Linked DNA regions of Mus musculus: regions 1 and 2 are each linked to region 3. Evidence: chromatin contacts called from public HiChIP or PLAC-seq and promoter capture Hi-C data. All regions are on one chromosome and are shown on one strand. Each heading gives the region's core, a stretch centred on a gene start, on an enhancer-like site or on the middle of the called end of the contact. The rest is flanking DNA. Distances are from core to core; before and after follow the strand shown.

Evidence for each region. Promoter capture Hi-C pulls out the DNA fragments that hold promoters and counts their contacts. HiChIP or PLAC-seq counts read pairs in DNA pulled down with a chosen protein or histone mark.
Region 1: a contact with region 3 is called in a promoter capture Hi-C map of stem cell-derived epiblast-like cells, with 4 times the contacts expected there. The contact joins the promoter of Hnf4g here to the promoter of Zfhx4 in region 3. A contact is called at or near these places in 9 of 39 promoter capture datasets (cranial neural crest, embryonic stem cells, frontonasal cranial neural crest and 5 more) and 5 of 115 datasets of contacts at active chromatin or transcription factors (astrocytes, differentiating embryonic stem cells, embryonic forebrain and 2 more).
Region 2: a contact with region 3 is called in an H3K4me3 HiChIP or PLAC-seq map of neural tube, with 21 times the contacts expected there. The contact joins the enhancer-like site here to the promoter of Zfhx4 in region 3. A contact is called at or near these places in 10 of 39 promoter capture datasets (the 3T3-L1 cell line, cranial neural crest, embryonic stem cells and 5 more), 1 of 15 datasets of contacts at CTCF or cohesin (the NIH/3T3 cell line), 10 of 484 Hi-C or Micro-C datasets (adipose-derived mesenchymal stem cells, cochlea, cortical neurons and 3 more), 10 of 115 datasets of contacts at active chromatin or transcription factors (astrocytes, craniofacial prominence, differentiating embryonic stem cells and 7 more) and 1 of 9 other capture datasets (embryonic tail).

What each region holds. Positions count from the first base shown.
Region 1 is chr3:3,505,786-3,509,909 of GRCm38.p6, reverse strand. It overlaps Hnf4g (hepatocyte nuclear factor 4, gamma), which reads right to left and starts at 1,880. Exons shown (of 10, transcript NM_013920.2): 1 at 1,578-1,880. The coding sequence starts at 1,581.
Region 2 is chr3:7,008,279-7,012,725 of GRCm38.p6, reverse strand. No RefSeq gene overlaps it. Among named protein-coding and RNA genes, the nearest start is that of Gm41991, 32 kb to the left of the region's middle. Within about 2 kb of position 2,060, at least 8 of the 459 cell types and tissues checked have an H3K27ac peak or open chromatin away from gene starts, as enhancers often do. A contact at or near this core is called in neural tube and stem cell-derived epiblast-like cells, where this site is marked.
Region 3 is chr3:5,217,135-5,221,285 of GRCm38.p6, reverse strand. Zfhx4 (zinc finger homeodomain 4) reads right to left here and starts at 2,732. Exons shown (of 11, transcript NM_030708.2): 1 at 2,359-2,732. 2700069I18Rik (RIKEN cDNA 2700069I18 gene) reads left to right here and starts at 463. Exons shown (of 3, transcript NR_045905.2): 1 at 463-616.

The sequences.
Region 1 (4,124 bases), core at 631-3,130, 1.7 Mb after region 3:
ATCCTTCCCATAGTATTACTCCAATTACTAAGAGATTACTTCAAACTGAGAATCAGTTTTCAACTAGAGTATCAACATTTTAATACTTGATATCTAGTGGGCCTAGCACAGACATAGTTAGAGTAAGAACTTTAATAGCCATTTAACATTCATGAGCTGTACACTGTGAAGACATACACCCAAAAGTCATCAAAGACTCCACACACAAGGAGAAGGGCATCCTCTTTATATTTTGCTATAATTTACATGATGCTTCACAAACTAGAATTAATTCTGGAATTTATAGAAATAACAAAGATTTTGAAAATAATGAATATTTTGAAAGTAATGAATACTTACTGGGTTCACAACACTATATATGACAATGTTTAAGATACTTCCATTCTCTTAAAGCTTGCTGAGAACATCCCGATATTTGTAGACCCATAAACGAAGAGGAAGAAGATCAGCAAGGAGAAAACCAATTGCTACCAATTTCCACCATGCTTTGAAAAGTTTATAAAGCAATTCCCAGTGCAACCAAGGGAATACAACACTGAGTTGGTCAAGGGCTTCAGACACAGGAAATCAGGTAGCCTGAGTCAGAAGTGTGAGAACCAAGTGAGCCTACTGAGGGGTGGAGCAGGAAGATGATTACAAACAAATGGAATCGCCAAGGTGGAGGAATAGTACATCCTTGTGAAAAGAAACAAGTCACCTATAAAATAAGTTGTCAAGGATAGAGTAACTAAAGCCCAAACAGGAAATTCAGACACCACTGAGGTTTTCTATTTACAGAATATCCCACAATGTTTTAAGCTCTAACCCTTGTCCTGAGATGAAAACTGAGATTGTTTTGCATATTGTAAAGAAGTACTTTAGCTCCATTTGCAGATACCCTTAAACACACATTCCCTCAAGTTGGGATCGTCTTAGACACTTCTAAGATCTTATCACATACCTAGTTCTTGCCATTAGACACCGAATGACTTCAACTTAATCCAAACGTGGTTTAGCTCAACATCCAATAGGTCAAATCTTCCAAAAGAAACTGACCCTTTAACTAGCATATACAATCGTCACCAACAGCTTTACCAGAAAGTGCCTAATCCACAAATGTCTGAAAGAGTATAGGGGAGCACACTTGAGTAAAGGTCATGGGGGGGGGGGGATATGCTTCTGCACCAAGCACCAAACATCACTCCTCTGTAGTCATTTAATGTCCAGTCACACGTACTAGCTTGGACTCCGCCTCCCTACCTCAAACTTTCAGGGAACCCCTCACCACTACAAACAGATCTTGGAATCATGTGACCAGCAACAGCCACCAAAGCTTTCCAACCACCCAGACACATGCAGAGCAGGTTCTAGTTTTCTTTTTCAAGGGTTTGAACATTCTCAAGCTCCAGCAGCTTCTGGTTTTTTTTGTTTTGTTTTTTTGTTTTTTGTTTTTTGTTTTTTGTTTTTTTCTGGCCAAGAGGTCAGGGTGCTCAGCCTCTCAGCCACCTTCTTGGGGGAACTGAGACTCCCCGTGCAGAACAGCGGCCTGGTGTAGAGTGGGTCATTCGCGGGCACTGGGCGCGGGCAGAACGACTCACCCATGCCAGCGGCAATGGAGCTCCCGCGTCGCAGTCAGCTGCAAGGCTTGCTCTGCATCTCAGTAGCAGATCCCCATATGCATGCGCCCTGACAGTGACAGCGGTGTTCAGCAGTGCACCTTCCGGAGAGCCAAGAAGTTTTCAGGCAGCCTGGAAATTGGGTGGGGCTCCAAGGTGGCACTGGGATTTTGTTGTTTTGTTTATTTTCCTGGATCTCTAGCAAAAATTTTGGGGGACCATATGCCGGGAAGAATATTAGCTTTGCTCAATGGCGACGATGGTCCAGGGCCTGACTCTCACAGTGAGGTCGATTTACTAAACAAACTGAATCGTGGGTGGGGATGTTAAACAGTAACTAGCGAGCTTCAATGAAAACTGAAAGCGGCGAGGCAGCCTCCTCCCGGGCGCAATCTTTTCCGGTTCTCCAGCCCTAGGGCTCACTGGCCAGCTACTTTCAGAGCCTTCGGGTTTGGACCTCAGTGGCCGTTCACAGCCATCCCTCAGTGACTGCAACACACCTCATTATGATCTCCAGCAGATTAAAGACCCCCTTGGCTTGAAGCCTCCAGCTTGAGCGGGTCGCTCCCCATCTCTCTGGCTAGGTGAACCAGGCCAGGTTGAATTTAGCTGCGCATCTGAAACCAGAGACCTTCCTTTCCCCTCCCCTCGGAGCCAGTCTGGTCTTGGCTGCATTTATTCAGGCTAAGAAATGTTTTAGAGCAAGTGACAAGGAGAAGCCTATGATCATATGATGGAAATCTAAGTCATTGCCTAAGAGATCCAGATGAAGGGCAGAAGTGTTGTTCAAAGGAATTAAATGGGCTTCCTGGGAGCAGGACTGCAGATGCACCTCTAGAGACCAGAGGACCACTTCTTTAAATTGCACTTTGGGCCTGTGATCCTTCTGGGTGCTTTGTTCTGCAAGAGTTCTGGGCAGGGAAGGAAGAAGGCTTTTATTCCTCTTGCAGATATGCCTGTGGTTTCTAGTCAGTAAGTATCTTTTTACATATGAATCAACCAAAAAACTTCTCTCTCTCTGTCTCATACCCTTTGGCTCATTCTACAACCTTCTTCCTTATGAAATGATATCAGACACACCTGTGCTATAGCCGGTCATCTTGGCCAGGAGTTTGTGACAGCAACAGACAGATTTGTGATTTTCTTTTTTAATCTCCTCAGTTTAACATCCTGTTTGCAGGAATGATAGGCTTAAGGTACAATAACTATTTATGCTCTTGAGATAAACAGTTACCTAATCCACAGGGTTTTCTTCTTTTCTGAGTAGGGGTTGGCTGTTATTTTGGTATTGTAATAATGCCAAAGAGATCAAAGAACTAGGTGTGTAGAGGTTTGATTTTCTTTTTCCTTTTTTCTTTTCAGATAGGATTTCTGAACTTTCTCAGCTTTCTCCTCTTGTTGAGAGGGTCTTTTAAAAACAAGATGCTACCTGTTTTAGAAATCAGAACAAAGGAAACATGTCACATACAGTTCTCCTTAAATGTACTTTCCAGAGCAAAACACATTCTTTGGGTGCTCACTGCCCATGAGACCTTGCAAACAATGTGAGGAAAGTGGCTTCCATCCAGGTCATCTCAGAATACCTGCCAGTGTTAGGGACAGGAGTAGAGTTAGATTTAATGAGGCTGATTATGCAAATCTCCCACAGGTGTGCTGTTTACAGCCTCTCTGTGCACACTGTCTTAAAACAAAACAAAACAAAACAAAACAAAACAAAAAACAAATTTTTTTCAGATACTCAATGGTGAGTGAAAATTGTCTAATACAATGCTAAAATGTAAATTGTAATTAGCATAAATTAGCTTATCCTTTGAAACTTTTTAGAGAAGCTTTTCCCTTTCCCTTCACACAAGCTGAGACTTGACACTCTATTGCTTCCAGCAAGGACATATTGTTGGACTTGAAAGGACTATTTAACAGTGAATCGACAATATCAGTAGGTTTGGTTTTGCATGATCAATGCCTGCTGGCTGTGTGGTAGAATCTTTCTCTGATCTACCAAGAAATAAACTAGGGATCTGTTCAAAAGGCCAATTTGTAGAACCTTGGCCAGAAAACTGAATCAACAGCTTTTTACTAATGAAAATAGACACATCTAAGACCAGTACTCAGGAGGGAAAGTGTGTGAGAATTATTGGACTACTTTCAGTGGAAAATCCACTGAACAGGGACAACTTTTTGGGTAAGAACATTAAGGGAGTGGTTTTAGAGAAATGTATGAATGCAAGCTGTTACCAGGTATAAAGAGGTGAAGATGTCGCCCTTGCTTGGAAATTTTACCAGGTAAAGCCAAAGGAGAGAACCAGAGACCATCAAGTAGGTTTAGTAATTATTACTGAAGCTTCTTTATTATGATTCTCCATGGCATGGGTTTTAGTTGCTGAAGATGAAAACTTTCAGTTCTGCAGAGCTGTTCCCTGACACTCTGGTAGGGTGGGGTATGGGCCTACAGAGAGCAGGAAGATATCATCCAAAGACTGCTTCAGGAAAAGGTTCTTGGAAGACACATGAAGCTTTATTTTGCTACCT
Region 2 (4,447 bases), core at 811-3,310, 1.8 Mb before region 3:
CTTAGAATATTCCATCTGTCATATCTACCAAGGCGTGAGAATAAGGACAGTCTCCTAATAGATTATATAAAAATATGTTTTTCTGATAAATATATAGTAGGAAGCATAGAAATTTTTATCTTTCTTCCCCTTCCTCCTCGCCCCCTCTCCCCCTCCAGTGTGTGTGTGTGTGTGTGTATGTGTGTGTATTTGTGGCTTTAATTTTTAAAATAATATTGTGAAATAGAATATTTAAGAATTAAATATAGTTCTTATAGAATAAATACTAAAACTTAAGTTCAAAAATTAGTGTATACTTTGTGTGTTCCTATCCTTTTTTAAAAACCAGTTCTATATTAAAATATTTCTAATATTATATACTAATATTTATTTTCTAAAGTATCAGCCTCATATTTAAATTTTATATTTTAATAACAATTTCTTTCTTCTATATAATCTATTAGATATGTAACTGTTTGAAAGATATAGAATGCTTCAGAGATACTATGTATTCTAAACATTAGCTACACATTGGTTATATGAGTAGCAATGGAAACAAATTCCTAAGAAATAAAACCATGTAGGCAGTTATATTGAAGTTTTAAAATAAAAATACATATATAACACATTTAAATTATATTGTAAGTGTGCCATGTATGAAAACAACTTCAACTTCTTCTTCTTCTTCTTCTTCTTCTTCTTCTTCTTCTTCTTCTTCTTCTTCTTCTTCTTCTTCTTCTTCCTCCTCCTCCTCCTCCTCCTCCTCCTCCTCCTCCTCCTCCTCCTCCTTCTCTCTCTCTCTCTCTCTCTCTCTCTCTCTCTCTCTCTCTCTCTCTCTCTCTCTGAGTTACTGTTTCAGGCTTTGATACTTGTTCCTATACTAATTTCCAAACTACTAGTACCATAAAAATGCCTTTCAGAAAAGTGGAGAAGAAAGACTATGCAGTGGGACCTCTGAGCCTTTTAATGGTTTAATATATTGCCTTTCATGTTAAAGACTTTTGGGAAACCCTGGTTCACAAACCGTCACAATGGTGTGGCTGAGGCTGTCCTGCACTTGATGCAAGATCAGCTACACTCTAGTGCATTCTGAAGTGGTGTTCCACTCGTGCCTGCATCACGACTAAACATTAACACAGCATCCTTTCTGCTGGAGATCTGTGGATGGACACGGCTCTGGGTCCCTTTCTATGATGACTTTAGTGGCAATTTACCAGGCATGTATAACGTGGATGTAAAACATTAAAGGGACTCACAGCAGAGCTTTGGTTTCATACACATTATTTTTCTGTTTCGTTTCCTGCCTTCCGTTAGTCATTTAGTATATTTTTTTTTCCTAAGGCAAAAACTACTTTTTAGTTCCTGGCATGAAGAAAGCTCAATATGAGAATTTAAAATGATAAAAGCTGAATGGAATTCGTATCATTTTCCTTTCTTGCGTTAGCCTTTGTCCCTGTAATACAAATGTCACAGAAGTAAGAATAAAATATCTCAGCCTTTAGGATTGAATGATAGCTCATTCATATGACAATGATTGCTGCGCTGGGGACAGAGCATTTTTCAGAACATAGCTATTCTTGTGGCAAAGATTATAATGATGAGGAGAAATGGGGCAAAATTAACCAATTCTGTGATATGTATAAGAAATCTTCCGAGTCCTCTAATGTGGTGGTATGCATTCTATCAGTCAAGGGTAAAGTGTGGTAAGAAAAGGGAGGTTCCCCTTAGGTCCAAATGCAACCAACTCAGTGTGATTTTTTGCATGAGACTACTAGGGAGAATCTCTGCTTCTACCAGTAGGTGTCAATAGACTCAAAAGAAACACCCAGGGGCTTTGGGACCTGAAGTTCAGGAGACAACCCCACAGTAGACAATGGAAAGAATGCAAACATTGCATCCATGACAAAGTCTGTGTAAGACAACGCAAACTGAAAAGCTCTGAGTGATTTTAGTTTTAATTGTCTCAACAAATTCTGCCATGATTTTTTACTACTTGAACGTCTCCGATGCTCAGGGCAAAAATGGCCCAGAAGCCTGGGTTTAGGAACTCCCAGCCACTGGGTTTGCCTTCCCTGGTAGACTGAGATTCAGTGGATTTACCAGACTCTTGCAAAGCACGTGGGCCTTCTGTTTAACCCTTGCTTGGACTTTGAATTACTCTGCTTTCTATATTTAGGATGATTATAGATAATGCTGCTAAGAAAAGCAGAGTCTTTGTGTTTCACTTTTTCTAAGAGCCGGGTAGGGAAAAGGTAGGCACCAGGCTGTTGAATACATTCTTTTTTTTTTTTTTTTTTTTTTTTTTTTTTTTTTTTTTTTTTTACTTCCTTGTCACTCCATGCTGTCTTTCATGAAATGACAGGAATTGCTGGTTCTAAAGTGCGTCAGACCATTTGAAGTATTCAATATCTGTGTGATATAAAAGTATGTACTTGCGTCCAAGTATATATATTTCAACATTTCGTTCTATTGAGCAATTTTTACAAACTAAATGTTATAATAAATTGGACTCTCACTATTAGTTCTTGTTAGAATTTGCATGTCACAAAAACTGCACTTCTTTTCACATAAGACTTTCATAAAGGCTCACTTAAGCCTCATAACTGCCTCAGATTGTCATGGCATCTGTGGCATAGTTTCAAAGATCTGTATTATATATGGCAGCCTCTAATAGAAAATCCACACATCCCTCGTTACCTGTCTTCTTTTGTACGGATTCTAGTTGTTCCAGTCAGGAATAACTTCAAAATATTTGTATTTTTAAATCCCTATCACCAAATCTTTTCTGGAAATGTTAAATTATTGACAAGAGTCTCCTAGTTATACAGCCTGGTTTGGAGACAAATGCATACTTGGCTCAGCTCTGTCAACTGAAGTTTTCTGAGCCTCTGTACAGGATGGAATGCCATATGCAACCTATCCTCAGAGGGAACTTTTTAACATTGACTGAAATTCCAACAGCCTGGGGTGATATGTTTAGCTTGTCCTGAAGCTTGTCCTAAGAGTGTTCAGTTTGTTCTTGTTGGGTTTTTTTTTTTTTTTTTTTTGTTTTTGTTTTGTTTTGTTTTGTTGGGGTTTTTTTTTTTTGTTTGTTTGTTCGGGTTTTTTTTTTTTGTTTGTTTTTTTCTGGGTCTCTTGAAGTGCTGGTAAAGGTGACAGCCTCATATATCTCTTTTGTTCCAGTCTAAAACAGTCAGTCAGATTTCCATTAGTCCTCGTGGCTCTTTTGAACACCAGGCTTTTATTTCACACTTAAAAGAAAATCTGTCAAGGATTTTGCTCACCAAATATATCCTACCTTCGGATGTCAGATGGTGTTGATTAGATCCTACATACTAGACACCCATTTAAAAAAATTCCAGTTTTCTGTCACTCTAATTCTGTGCCTTTAAAATAATGACCATTATTTGCCACACTTAAGATGCTCTGTAGTCCACTTGGGTGAGTCTTGAGAGAAGGTTGAGTGTCAGAGATGTAATGTCAGGCATTGTCTGTGGGAAAATAACAGCAATGAGATACATATGTAGCCATTGTATCTTTCTTTCAGAATTGTGGGCGAAACCACATTAAACAATGGGTGGACCTGCTTTATTCCAGATGCACATGAATAATTGTTTTCATTTGAATGTAAAATTGTGTACAAACTAACAGAAAAGGCAGTTATCTCTTCTTGAGGTAAATGTGCGAGGCCCCTTTAAGAGTGCTCACTGGTGCAGCCTCTCTAGTCTCTCTGGCTCTTAAGATGCCCTGATCCTCTTTTCTGGAATTCTGTCAATTAGTTTTGTATCTGTCACCCTAACATCTCTGAAATTGCTTATTCTGAGAGATTTCAATATTTACTCCGATGACATTTTTCGATTCTCGACACAGGAATTCTTAGAAGTTTTTGAATTTACTTTGTATTCTTTAGTTCGTATGAATCTGGCAATCAAGATTTCTTGCAGTTTAATTTGCTTTCTGTTGAGGATTTAAATGATATTATCCCAAAGCTTTAGGCAGCCACTTCCAGTCCCTAATCCGTGGCCTTCCTCACTGGCTAGAGGCTGTCTCAGTTTTCTTGGTTTAGCTTAACCCTCTGGCTTCTGCAAAATTGCCATCATATAATTGAATCTGCAATTGTAACTCTTCTTAAAAAAAATTCTTGTTCACAAAGGACAAAATACCTTACATTTATCATCTTAATTTTTTAATTTACTAAGACCAAAGTGATAGAGTCAATGCTAGGCATTGGGATTATCTTAACTGTCATCAGATTTAGGACGAATTACAGTCAGGATTTTTTTCCTTTTATAGCACATAAATTGCTCTTCTCAGTATTAGGACCACTCTGGCTGTCTTTCGGACACTCTCTGTGTCTCTCTAGTCCTTCCTTGGAACAGGAAATTCATTAAAGTGCTTTTCAACCCTACAAAAGTCTATCTGGCATTGTTTGTTTTGTTCTTATTTAATTCCAGTTTCCTTTGGCTAA
Region 3 (4,151 bases), core at 1,483-3,982:
CAGTCTCCTCTCTCTCTTCCTCTCTCCTCTCTCTGTCCCGTGTGTGTGTGTCTCTCTCTCTCTCTCTCTCCTTTTGCCATCTACATGATCCTTGATTAAACATGGAACAGAGTTAATAAAGGGTTGGGGGGGGGGTGCTCAAGGAGAGGAAATGCAACTGTCAGAAATCACCAACGCTAGATTTCTTGGTGAACCTGCCTCTGTCTGAGTCAGTGTCAATACACCATCTTCGTCCACTGAACTTGTCTTTGGGTTTTTGTTTGGTGCTGGTGGGGGATGTTGTTCTGTGTGTGCTTTTTGGGGGAGGGGGAAAGTGAAGGCAAGGTTGGGGCTAGAGGTGGGGGGAGTGGGGCGAATGTGTGTTCTGTGAGTGTTGACTGTGAGTGTGTGTGTGTGTGTGTGTGTGTGTGTGTGTGTGTGTTTGGGGGGGGGGTGTCCATGTTTGTGATCTGAACCTTTGGTACCTACAAAGAGGGTGTCTCACCGAAAGGTAGCTAAAACCTCTCCAGAACGGCGCACGGAACTGTGGAGACACAGCGGAAGGCTCCTCTGGAGCCTCATATCTGGGCCGAACCCTAGACCCAGCGCTTCAAGGAGCCCCTCGCTTGGATCACAGGTAACAAAAGAAATAACCAATGCATGGTCTTCTGGGAGAGGGGGCAAGATGGGGGAACATTCCGGAACTTGGCCATCACTGAGGAACTTTTATACAATTATAGAAAAATTTTATTTTATTTTTTCTGATAGAAAAGAGCAAAAGGAATGGAAAGGGACGGAGGGAGGGAGGGGGAAAGAGAGAGAGAGGAAAAAAAGAGAAGAGAAGAGAAGAGAAGAGAAGAGAAGAGAAGAGAAGAGAAGAGAAGAGAAGAGAAGAGAAGAGAAGGGAAGGGAAGGGAAGGGAAGGGAAGGGAAGGGAAGGGAAGGGAAGGGAAGGGAAGGGAAGGGAAAGGAAAGGAGAGAAGAGGGAAGGGGAGGGGAGGGAGAGGAGAGGAGAGGAGAGGAGAGGAGAAGAGAAGAGAAGAGAAGAGAAGAGAAGAGAAGAAAAGAAAAGAAAAGAAAAGAAAAGAAAAGAAAAGAAAAGAAAAGAAAAGAAAAGGAAAAGGAAAAGGAAAAGAAGCGAGACCAGGCTCACTCCAGCCCCTGGTAGCCTAACTGATCATATCAGGTCAGAAGGCATGCTTGGTGCCAGCTGAAGCTGAGGAGGTGAAGTTCATTTGCAGACATGGAACCCTGTAGTGAGTGTGTGTGTGTGTGTGTGTGTGTGTGTGTGTGTGTGTAAAATGCATCAATTCCCACAGTCAGCCACATCTCCTTTACACACACACACACACACACACACACACACACACACACACACACACCCTTGCCCTTTACCAAAAAAGAAAGCAAAGGCTCTTGATCTCCAGCCGCGGGTGTCCTCTTAGTGTGGCGATCAATCCCCAAACCCCGGGGCGAGCTGCCTCCACTCCCAGGTCTGCGGACATAGGCCGGGAGATCCCGCCTCCTAACGGACCTACCAGGTCCGCAGCGCCCGTGCAGCCAAGAGCCGCCAGGGCCTGCCGCTGCCGGCCGCGCTCCGCAGACCGGTGTCTACCTGCAGCCAAGCCCCGCGCTCGCCCATCCTCCCGGGCCCGGCGCCTCGCGCGCACCAGCCCTGGCCTGCCACAGCCCCGCGCAGTGAGTGCCCTTCGGGAACTTGAGAAAGGGTGGAGAAGGGAAAAGGAAGATGAAAAGGAAACCGAGAAGAGTACAGGGGAGGATCAAGGGAGAGGAGAGGAGAGGGGGGCTGCGAGCCCCACCGACCACTGTCCAAACTTTCGGAGAATGTGTGCAGAGGAAACATCATCTCGATGGGGTGCAGGGACGCGGAGCGAGCGAGGACCCCAGATAATGTCCGAGCCGCTGCCGAAATGACAGCTTCGCCGGATCACCAGAGTGTCTCCGGCTCCCGAGGAAAGCAGAACCCGAAAAGACTGAGAAAAAGACAGAAAACTGCTCGGCCGAAAGTCACTTAATACAAAAGTTAAATCTTGAAAAGCATGCCTCCCCCCCACCTCCAGCCCCAATCCCCCCTCCGCCTGTGCCTTCTCCCTCCCTCAGCAGAGCAAATCTTTGAGCCAAAAAAAAAACGGGGGAAAGAGATGGAAAAGGGGGGCAGAGCGGAAGAGGTGGTCGGGATGAGGGTACGTGTGCTAGGGCGAGCGGTAGCAAGCGATCTAGGGGTAGAGAGGCGGAGAGGGAGAGGGAGAGAGAGTGAGCGAAATATCAAAGATTGTGCAAGATCAGGCTGGAAAGATAATCGATACTCGACCTAAATTTAACACAAACTACTCAATAAAAGTTAAAGAAAAAACTTACTTTCCATTTCCCTGCAGTTCCTACTCGATCTTCGCCTCTTTTTTGTTTTGCTTTTATTTTACGTACAGCTGATCACATCCAAGTAAAACGAGAGGGTTCATTAAAAAGAATAAAAAATAAAAAAATAATCCTCGAACTTTATTGGGTGAAAATAAAAACGCTGGAGCAAAAAGTGGGGAGCACGGAGCGGTCCTCGGGGTTCCGGGAGGAGTTAAAGCATGTGCCGACCGCGGTCTCGCTGTTTGCTTGTGAAGGGGTTGGGAAAAGGAGGAAAGGAAATGAAAATCCGATATGTCTTTATTCTGCTAATTATTATCGTTTTAGCCCTGTTTAAAAAAAATGGCTGATTAAGTTGAGTGCGCATGTCTTTGTGTGTCTATTCCCGATATGCACTCTGGGAATGAGAGAGGAGAGCGAGGGAGAGGGGGAGGGAGGGGGGAGAGGTGTAATTAGTGAGGTGATCAACATTCCCCAGACTGCAAATGACGCGCAGCCAGGACTCAAAGCAGCCTGGGAGCCTCGCGACTTCCAGGGCTCCTAGCGTTGCGGCTGGAGCCCTGGACGAGGCGACTAAGGAGACGGAGGATGGGGACCTCCGGGGCTCGCACCCCATGCGCCCCTGCGCACAACTCTCAAACTTCATTAGACACACACGAACACACTCTCACACAGAGACAGCAAAGAGAAGAATATAAAAGCACAACTCATTCCTAAGAAATGCCTTTTTAGAGTTCTAGATTAAAAAAAAAAAAAACAAAAACAAAAACAAAAAAAAAAAAAACCCAGGCAAAATAATTACTCTCACACCAAAGATATGTTTACCAGGGAGCTTTAAGGAGAAATACAAGTCAAGGTAATTAAGAGCTTTTCTCTGGGTTGGTTTATTCTACTACGCACTCAGAAGTACTTTAACAGCTAAATACTAAGGCCTGAGCAAATATGCAGATGTATGTAAATAAAGAGTGCCAGTCAGTGTGAGCAAACAACACCCAGTTCAACCTCTTTCAAAGGAGAGATTTCTCTCTGGATCCTCAGGCATTCTATTTAAAACTATATCTTGCACTTGCATTTACGCTAGAGAAAACCTACAAGGGAGGTGGAAGTGGTTAGTTTAGTCAAAGTAAACTTCCAAATGAGAGTAAGTTCGGGTTGTAAGAGTGATACTAGGGTACAGCCTAGATTTTATGTAATATTCTTGAATATTTTATCAGAATCGCATAAGTTGAATGTAATGGTTTAAAAGGACTTATGGAAGAAAAGCTTTCATCTTTCTAGACTGTTCAGTTATCTTTCTGGAAGCACATTATGATGAATTTTAAAACCCCAATACAGATCTCATTAGAGTGAAATATATTTGGTATTTTCTGGTGCAAAATTTAAGGTGCCTGATTCTCATTTGAAAATCTAATTATCTCTTTCCAATATTACAGATGTGAATATGAGTGACACTTTCATTAAAAGATAATTAACTAACACTCGGAATAGACATACTTTTAAATACCCCCTACTGAATGTGGGATATATATATATATATATATATATATATATATATATATATATATAATATATCTGTATATATATATATATGAATTGCATCTTGATACACTACTACACAAGAGGTCATAAGTAGACACCATCTATGTAATATTTTAAAACCTGGAATCATATAATGAAAATAAGAGTAACCAATCAAATGAGCTGCAAACAGGAAACACCAGTGCTGCCCAGCTTCCTGAGCAGGTGAGGCACCAGCCACTTCTGAGCTGACAGGCCTTTGAAGTTTTGGATTGCCA